Regions from separate parts of the Rattus norvegicus genome. Here region 1 is linked to region 2. A link is a contact called in public Hi-C data. All regions are on one chromosome and are shown on one strand. Each heading gives the region's core, a stretch centred on a gene start, on an enhancer-like site or on the middle of the called end of the contact. The rest is flanking DNA. Distances are from core to core; before and after follow the strand shown. Region 1 overlaps Rnd3 (Rho family GTPase 3). Region 2 has its middle 180 kb from the start of Rnd3.

Region 1 (3,982 bases), core at 1,421-3,920, 160 kb before region 2:
AGAGTGTGTGTGTGGCTTCGTTTTGTTTTTCTTTTTTCTTTTTGCCATCGTTGATGAAAACAAGAAGTCAAATAAAAGATGTCTTCGTCTGATTGTGATAGCGTGATTAAAGAGGAGGCAGGTGGGTGCCGATTTCACCAGGAGAGACCTTGAATGAAGGAGTAGTGATAGCAGAGAGCACAGTTGGTGAATGGGGCTGTCTGGAAGGAAGTTATACATCAAATACACAGAGCAAAAGCACTCTTGTCTGGGGATGGTGCCCGCAGACTGGCACCAGATAGTGAGCTCTTGTCTGATGTCACTTCCTTCAAAGGAATGTTGTTCTGACAAAAGCCCCATTTGCCCATGCTTTAGAAAACTCCAGATTGTAAAGAAGCCTATAGTGTCTGGCCTGGAATGAGCCCAGGGCATTTCTCAAGTGACTGCTAAACCTCACTGAACCATACACAGCTGGGGCCAGGTTTGAAAACATGATCATCGTGAGAGTACTAATCAGCCTTGAACATGGTTTACAGCTTTCTCCTTCCGAGCAGTTCTTTTCAGAGAAGAAATCAGTTTTGATCTTTTATAGTCCGTGCTTGTTGAAAACAAGCTTTTTCTTTCCCCCAATGATGACGCTTCATTTTTGAAGTGTTGAAGCTGTGTCCCCATTAAACTGGGGCAGAAGGGGAGATTAAGGTAGTTCCGACACCCAGTTCTGTGTCTTCACAAGCATTTTGTTTTGTCTCTGCAAGAAAATGCCATTTCAGTCATTTCCCATGAAACTCAGACATTACCAACAAATATGCTCTGACTGGTACAGCGTCATGCTTTGGGCAGTATTACAAAATCGCTGGCAAGTGCTTTCTGTATTTAAATATTGTAAAAAGAAAATAAGTTATAACGGTTATAAAGCAGAACTTTTTTTGCTTTTTTTTTTTAATGTTGAAGTCACTTTGTATGTTTGTTTGGTCAGTGTTTTCCACAGTATTTATTAAAACTTATGGGTTTTTTTTTTTTTTGCTTCAAATAAAAAAGTAACCATGTCTGTCTCCCTGTGATGTTTTCTGCTTCTTGGCCTAACTGTTCAGCTACCATGTGTCATAAGGATGATTATAGAGTGGGAACTAAGATTTATTGAATTAGCATTCAGAATTTCATTCTTGGCAAAAGTCTCTTTGGAAAAGATGAACCCATGTATAGAAGATGTTTACATAATAGCTTTTTTAAAAAAAATCAAGAAAATGGGGCATACTTGAGTGATCTGGACATATACAAAAGAAGCCATGATACTGGGTAGGATTGATTTGTAGAAAGTGCCAGAATTCCTTGGGAGTCTTGTGGAAAAGAAGGAAAGAGACCCAGATTTCCAGTACCTGGAAATCTAATGTGATCTTAGTTTCTACTGTGTCTCCTGGGAACCCAGATATCCCCTTGTAAAGTGTCTTCTTGTTCACAGAAGCATGGATAGCTCAGGATACAGCTATTGCAACTTAATGGAGGCACAACAAAACTAGTCCCATCTATGGTAGGAATGTTCAACACAGAAAGTTGTCAAGTACCCACGAAGTAGCCTAGGGGAGAGGCATATAGGTCCCAATCAGGCCGTAAGACCCTGTCTTTAGCTAAGATGTCTATTTCACATAAATATCTAAAAATGTGCGGTGAAACTTCAAAACTATGATTTGACACAAGCAAGATATTTCCTATAAAAACTGCATCCTGTAGCTTTTGAAGAAAAATGGTTTTAGAAATCTTTGTGGCTTTGTTATTTATTTAGAAAGAATTCTCAGAACAAAGCAGAGAAAACCAGAGGCTCCTACATAGAATCTTAAGAGCATGGGTATTATGGGACAGCCAGATGAAATACTTCAGAGCTCAGACATTTACTGGCACTGGATAGCTTCTAGGTCAAGCTTGTAAGAAACTTGTTTCTCAACAATCTACTACAAAATAAAGTAAATAAGATGTTCAGGTTCTGCTGACCTTGGCTGCTTTGGCTTGGCAGTGGTGTTCTTTCTGGTCAATTCTCAGCAGCTTTAATTTGTTGAAGCCAAAAAAGAAAAGAGTCTGTCTTCAGCACTGGCCACCTTGGTCCACCTTTGCCCTGAATTTTTGCCCTGGCTCTACAACCAGACTACTGTGTGAGCAGTCCTTGTAATTTAGTAGTGATTAAGAACTTTTTAAATGCAAAAAGGTTGTCTTAAAACTCTTGAGTAAGACTCTGTGTCTTTCTTGCTTCTGTTAATCTTTTTCAGCAACAGTTGCTTTGAAGATTCTAGTCTCACAGAGAGCATAGCTTGAGTGGAAACTGAAAACTAGACCAAGGGATTTGATTTTTTTTTTTTTAGTAAAAGAAAGTTTTAGACCGACCTCCTCGGAGAATTGAAACTCTCCAGGTGGCTTACCCTTTGAGTAGGATTGTTTTGACCTCAGCATTCTGGTTTAAACCCTGCAGTTCTTCCTTCAGTCCTGTTCCCATCCATTCACCAGATGTTTATTGGGTCCCTTCTAATAGGCTCAGCGCTTTGCCTAACTGAGCATCTAACTGTGATTGAGATGCAAGGTCTGCTTCACAGTCACGCAGGATTCATAATGGGATTGCAGTCATGGTGGACAGTCAGTGGACTGTAGTCAGCCCATCAAGGAGTGCTGAGCCACACTGGCATGAACTGACTCATGCATTCTGGGTTGGTAGTAAACAAATGTTTCTGTGGGGAGTCAGTGCTCCTGCTAAAGGACTTTGACAGTGCTGTAATTCAGTGTGCAGGAATGCACACTCTTGGTGTGTGTTAATGACTGGAGTCCATTTAAAGATGACAGGAGAACAATGATCTATTGTCACTGTCTTATTCGTACTGTACAAAATATTTAGGAGCTTGCTAGAAGTTCAGTAAGAGACAATCCTCCTTTGCAATCAAGCTTGAACTCACCCCACAGAGAAATCTGGTATGAAGTGTGCTGGCTTTGTTGGACCTGGGAACTTTCTCTACTAGTTACAATGTAATACTGTTACATTGATAAATTCTAAAACAAAACAAAAATTGGCATAAATTCACACAATTCTTTTGTAAAATTGAAATTATTTCTAATGTGATATAAATTAATTATAAACATTCATTTGAAAGTAGAGACTTTATTATTTAATGCTGAAATGTGTATTTTTTGCTGGTCTAAAAGATGGTAATTTTAGGCAAGGGTTCACTAAAAGTTTTAATCCCTTCTCATCTCTATGCCTCATTCTGAGAAACAGAATTGAAACAGAATTGAAGGAACCACACACACACACACACACACACACACACACACACACACACACACACACAACTTTGTAGGCCTTTTAAAGCCCATGTATCTTTGGGATGTTACTTTGGATTTCATTTTGAGGGACTCTTTTGTGCTTCTTTTTTGTAATCATGGAGTACTAGCAAGTCACTTCTAGTTAGAACATAAATGAAAAAACAGACTGTCCCCAGCCCCAGTAAGAGTAGAAACTGGGTCCATCTATGACCCAGTATCACTACCGTAGACTGAGAAGGGGTTGAACAGGTTCACACCAGTCTTTCATCCTTGGTCACACATGTGTGGTAAGTAGTACCTAGTTCCCTGTTTTGGCTATGGTAGCATGTCATCTACAGCAGAACTCAGGCAAACAGTGTAGACACAGCATGATCTGGTCACCAACAACGATCTGTGAGCATGGTGTGGTGTTGGGGCATGAAAGAAGGGGAGCACCACAGCTATTGTGTTGTTGTGTGAGCCACAGGGTGGGGATGCATGCCCCCTGTCCCCACCATCTCTTCAGGTTCCCCAAACCTTCCTCTGATACATACTACTTGTTGACACCTGTCATTCTCCTGGCCTATGGCCTCTCTTCTTTTTCCTCTCTTTTCCCTGATTCATGAGTGGTGGAAAGGAGCCCCATCTATGGCTGACACCCAGTGCTTCTGGAACTGTACAAGAACCTAGCGGTTCTTTGGCAATAGTTCTAGAATTCAACCCA
Region 2 (4,036 bases), core at 53-2,552:
GATTTATTGACCCATTCCTGGCTCCTTCATTCATTTACTTATTGCCTATGTCAACTTTCACACTACTAAAGTTGAGCACGTATAGCAGATACCAAAGGGCCTTCAAAGTCAATAAAACCTATTGCTCACTAGTCAACACTTACACAGACATCATTAGAACATCAATAGACCAGGAGGATCAAGGTAAACTATTGGAGCATCAGCTGCACAGTTCTAAATAACCATCAACATCAGGAATGGGTAAAATAGAAACTAAGGATTTTATCAGAGATAATTTAAGATATGGATATATTTGAGTGGGTATCAGAGAAAGCTTAAATAAAAAGGGACCTCTAGAGAACAGAAATAAAACTAGGAGAAAGAGCACACTACTTAACAGAAATAATGGAAGTCAAAGGGCAATGGAATGACAAAATCAGAATCAGAAGTCAGGCAGCTTCCTGCTTAGAATTCTATTACCATCAAAATTTGGAAAAGAAACATTTTTGTTCTGAAGATATTTTCCTATAAATGTAACATTGGATGGAAATTTTTGCCCCTAAAAATGCAACTAAGAACCCTTACCAAAATTCATGCCGATAAATGAGGTGTTATTCATAGACACAAGTGATTGCATCTTTGTGGCCTCCTTTAATTAAAAAAAATTATAAAAAAATACTTTAAGTGTGTAAAGAGACATAATAAGCTAATAACAGCAAAAGAAACCAAGAGTTGAGTTCCAGAGGACGGGTTAAAAAGCATAGAGAAACCAATGAATTTGAACACATACAAACACAAAGAGGACCCAAACTCAGGTGGGATTAATTACAAATCCACGTGAGTAAGTAAATAGAATTAAATAACGTTGTTTTGGTAAATAGCAAAGATTTGATAATTTACCCAGCATTTCCTTCATGCTAGTGATGTGCTTATGTAAACAAGCCCAGACCATTTGCACACTGGCAACTAATGAACTTATCACGCAGCTTCTATTTTGAAATAATTACTATATTAGGTTGGCCACATGGTGAGGTGATTGATTCCTGGCAATCAGCCATTCATATGACTGAAACCGAATGAACAAATTACCACTATCAAGGTGTCACGGCTATCACCAACTAAAGCAGGGATTTGAGATGAAAGACACGAAAGACTCAGGGCTTCGGTGTTACAAAGCAGAAATCAACCAGCATAAAATAAATAAAGTAAGAATAAGAAGCTGTGTGAGTTGTTTTCTTGGGGCAGAGTTTAATCATCTCTCTGCTGGCCTGAGTGTTTGCTGGCATGTGTTTGGCAGGGTTGCATTTGTGGATATTAAACAATGGCTCCTTTTACAGGACTCTTTGAGTCTCTGGGAAACCGTTGGCCACCCTTCCACTTGAGACTAAACTTCTGTTTTGGATAGAAATCCACACACATGTATCTTTTTATTTTTCTCCTTTTATGTGTCTGAGTGTGTCACGCTGTCAGTCTTGTGACTTTGCCAAATCCCTCATTCTTCAGCTATATATTTCAAGCAAATGACCATTTAACGTGGGCATTTCACCAAAGGACTAGGAACTTTGGGCCATTGGGTCAGTTGACTAGAAAGTTAATTATGAATCTTACGACATTGCCCAAAATGGATCTTTGTGAAGCTGCTGATAAGTGGCCTCTTTGAAAAATGGTTCTTACTTAATTAAAAACAAATCTCTATTTTTCATGTGCATGCATACATAAAGAAATCATTTAATTATATATTCAGCCTTATCAAAATACCACACATGCATACCAGTGATAATTCTAGGTACTGTGTTAAAGATTCCTTGTTAAAACAAGCGGTCCATTATAAAATATCCCGAGATAGTTTTCTTTAGCCAAGCAGATCATGTGGTCAGGAACTCACCCAATCCTGTTTTGCTTATAATGAACACCAAAATTTCCTTAATTACTCACTTAAAATTTCAGAGTAAAAATAGGCCATTAAAATGTTTTCTATATATTACTTTGATAAATTCCAATATTCTAGCAAGAACCTCTGGTTGAGCATAAGTTGTCAGGTAAATGATTGATTGGAGAAGCATTTCTAAACACCAGAACCTTAAAAGTTCTTGGGTTTCCTTGGTCCATAAGATGTCTTCAAAATCTGTACATCCTACAACATATGTCCTTATTTGTCCTCAGAAAAATAAGTCTAAAGGATGTCTTAACATGTAACAAGGCAGAGTTCAGTGCCTATATACTGTCATGTCCCAGACAGAAAATGTCAAAGGATGTCATTGTATTATCTTGATTCTGGGATTTGTTTCATGCACAAATACACTCAACTGTGTGTTTATAGTTACCTTATGGTCAGAGACAGCTAAGAAACTCCATTCTCTCTTCTTATAAAATAGCTCCACTGAGAAGACATTGCCAAATTTACTCTACACAAGACAGGGCCCCTGTTCCAGGAAGAAGGTAGATGGAGTCTATTGAATAAAAGATCGTATCAAAATCTGCAACTATCCCTAGTGAAATTCTTGCAAAATTTGTGTTTCCAGTGTATATGGCTTCCGATTCATGTACCACAGCCATCAAAAAGTACATGGCTCTGAAAGCAATCATATCATGGATTAAGTCTTTTTCTAAGTAAATGGAATTTAGCCTTTGGGGAATAATGTAGTTCTTGTTAAGTATTCCACTGAATGAGCTCAATTTTCTCCTTTGGCTTGGGAATGTTATCTCTGAGAATGCAGAGAAGAGAGGGTTTTCCCCTTTCATTCGCTATAGCATCTCACACAGTACCTTAGGAGTGAGGTGCAGAGCACGTGTTCCTGAGAGCATGTCCTCCACTTCCAAAGGTCAGAGAGAAGCCTGAAAAGCTGCTTGAGTTGCTTTCCTCCAGTGAAGTGGGAGCCTGCATAGTGAGATGATTTCATGTTCTAGATGGCAATCGCTTTGCAGAAGTTACACACCTCATCCCCAGTGGAGCACGATGACAACCTCCTTTCTGGGGTTTCATTCACAGTTGATGGGACCATTGTCTTACATTGTTGTGCCTGTTCAAAAAGCATGAGTGAAACCCAAAAGACCACCGAGGAGCTGATTCTGATGCAATTTGCACTAGGGTCTTTTTTCAAGCTCAAGCTTGGGCTCACCACAGACCCTGATACAGCAGGATGAGAGGGTGAAGCCCCAACCCCTCAGTGGGACAAGGCTTGATAGGAAATGGTGAACAAGCGAGGGGTGCCCAGACTAGCAAGCACCCAACTGAATGATTATTGTAAACTGAGAGGTGGGTGCTCTGAAGCAAAACCATGCACAATCACAAATGGTTCAAAAGTACATCGGGAACCACCAGACTAATCCTGGTTGGCTGTTGCTAGGAAGTAGGTAGGGACTAACTCTCGGGTATGGGCCAGAGACTAACTATGTAGTTCTTCCTGTAACTTGGGTACAGCTTGGGTTCAGATACAGGTCAAATTCTCAGGTTCTTTTTCTTTTAAAATGGAGGCCGGCCTCAAGATGGAGTAGGTTTGGCCTCTCAGCATAATAATATATAAATATAGTGACAATTATTCTCATCCCCTTGGGATTCCTAGATGTTACTAAGAAATTTAGATAAGTTACTGTCCCCGAAACTATCGTACTATACTAAAATCTGGTATGAGTATAGTATGGTTTAGCGTAGATTATAGCAAGAGTCCAATGTCTTAAATAAAAACAAAGAAACAATAACCATAAGACGATATTGAGGAACAGCCTAAACCAGCTTTGCTTGGATTTGGATATATATCAGGTAGACATTTCCCACTTTTGGTCTATGCATCTGTTGGTTGTTCCTTATTTTTAAATGCACAAGGAAATTGCCCAGCCTTTTCCTTCTTTGGCTAAGGGGAGCTTTGTGTGAGCTCAACCTGAAACATAGTGGAGTCACTTAGAAAGAGGATCTTCAGTAGAGAAAATTCCACTACCAGACTGATCTGGAAACAAACCTGTGAGGCCTTTTCATAGGTTAGTGATTGATATAGGAGAGCATTCTCATTGTGGGAGGATCCACCCTTGGTAGGTGGTCCTGGCGTGTATAACAAAGCAG

The links. Hi-C and Micro-C count contacts between places; a contact is called where the count stands out from the background.
Region 1: a contact with region 2 is called in a Hi-C map of Schwann cells, with 2.6 times the contacts expected there. The contact joins two enhancer-like sites. A contact is called at or near these places in 3 of 12 Hi-C or Micro-C datasets (Schwann cells, kidney and liver).

The regions. Positions count from the first base shown.
Region 1 is chr3:55,977,404-55,981,385 of GRCr8, reverse strand. It overlaps Rnd3 (Rho family GTPase 3), which reads left to right. Exons shown (of 5, transcript NM_001007641.2): 5 at 1-244. Among named protein-coding and RNA genes, the nearest start is that of Rnd3, 19 kb to the left of the region's middle. Within about 2 kb of position 2,670, at least 16 of the 93 cell types and tissues checked have an H3K27ac peak or open chromatin away from gene starts, as enhancers often do. A contact at or near this core is called in Schwann cells and liver, where this site is marked.
Region 2 is chr3:55,817,432-55,821,467 of GRCr8, reverse strand. No RefSeq gene overlaps it. Among named protein-coding and RNA genes, the nearest start is that of Rnd3, 180 kb to the left of the region's middle. Within about 2 kb of position 1,302, at least 7 of the 93 cell types and tissues checked have an H3K27ac peak or open chromatin away from gene starts, as enhancers often do. A contact at or near this core is called in Schwann cells and liver, where this site is marked.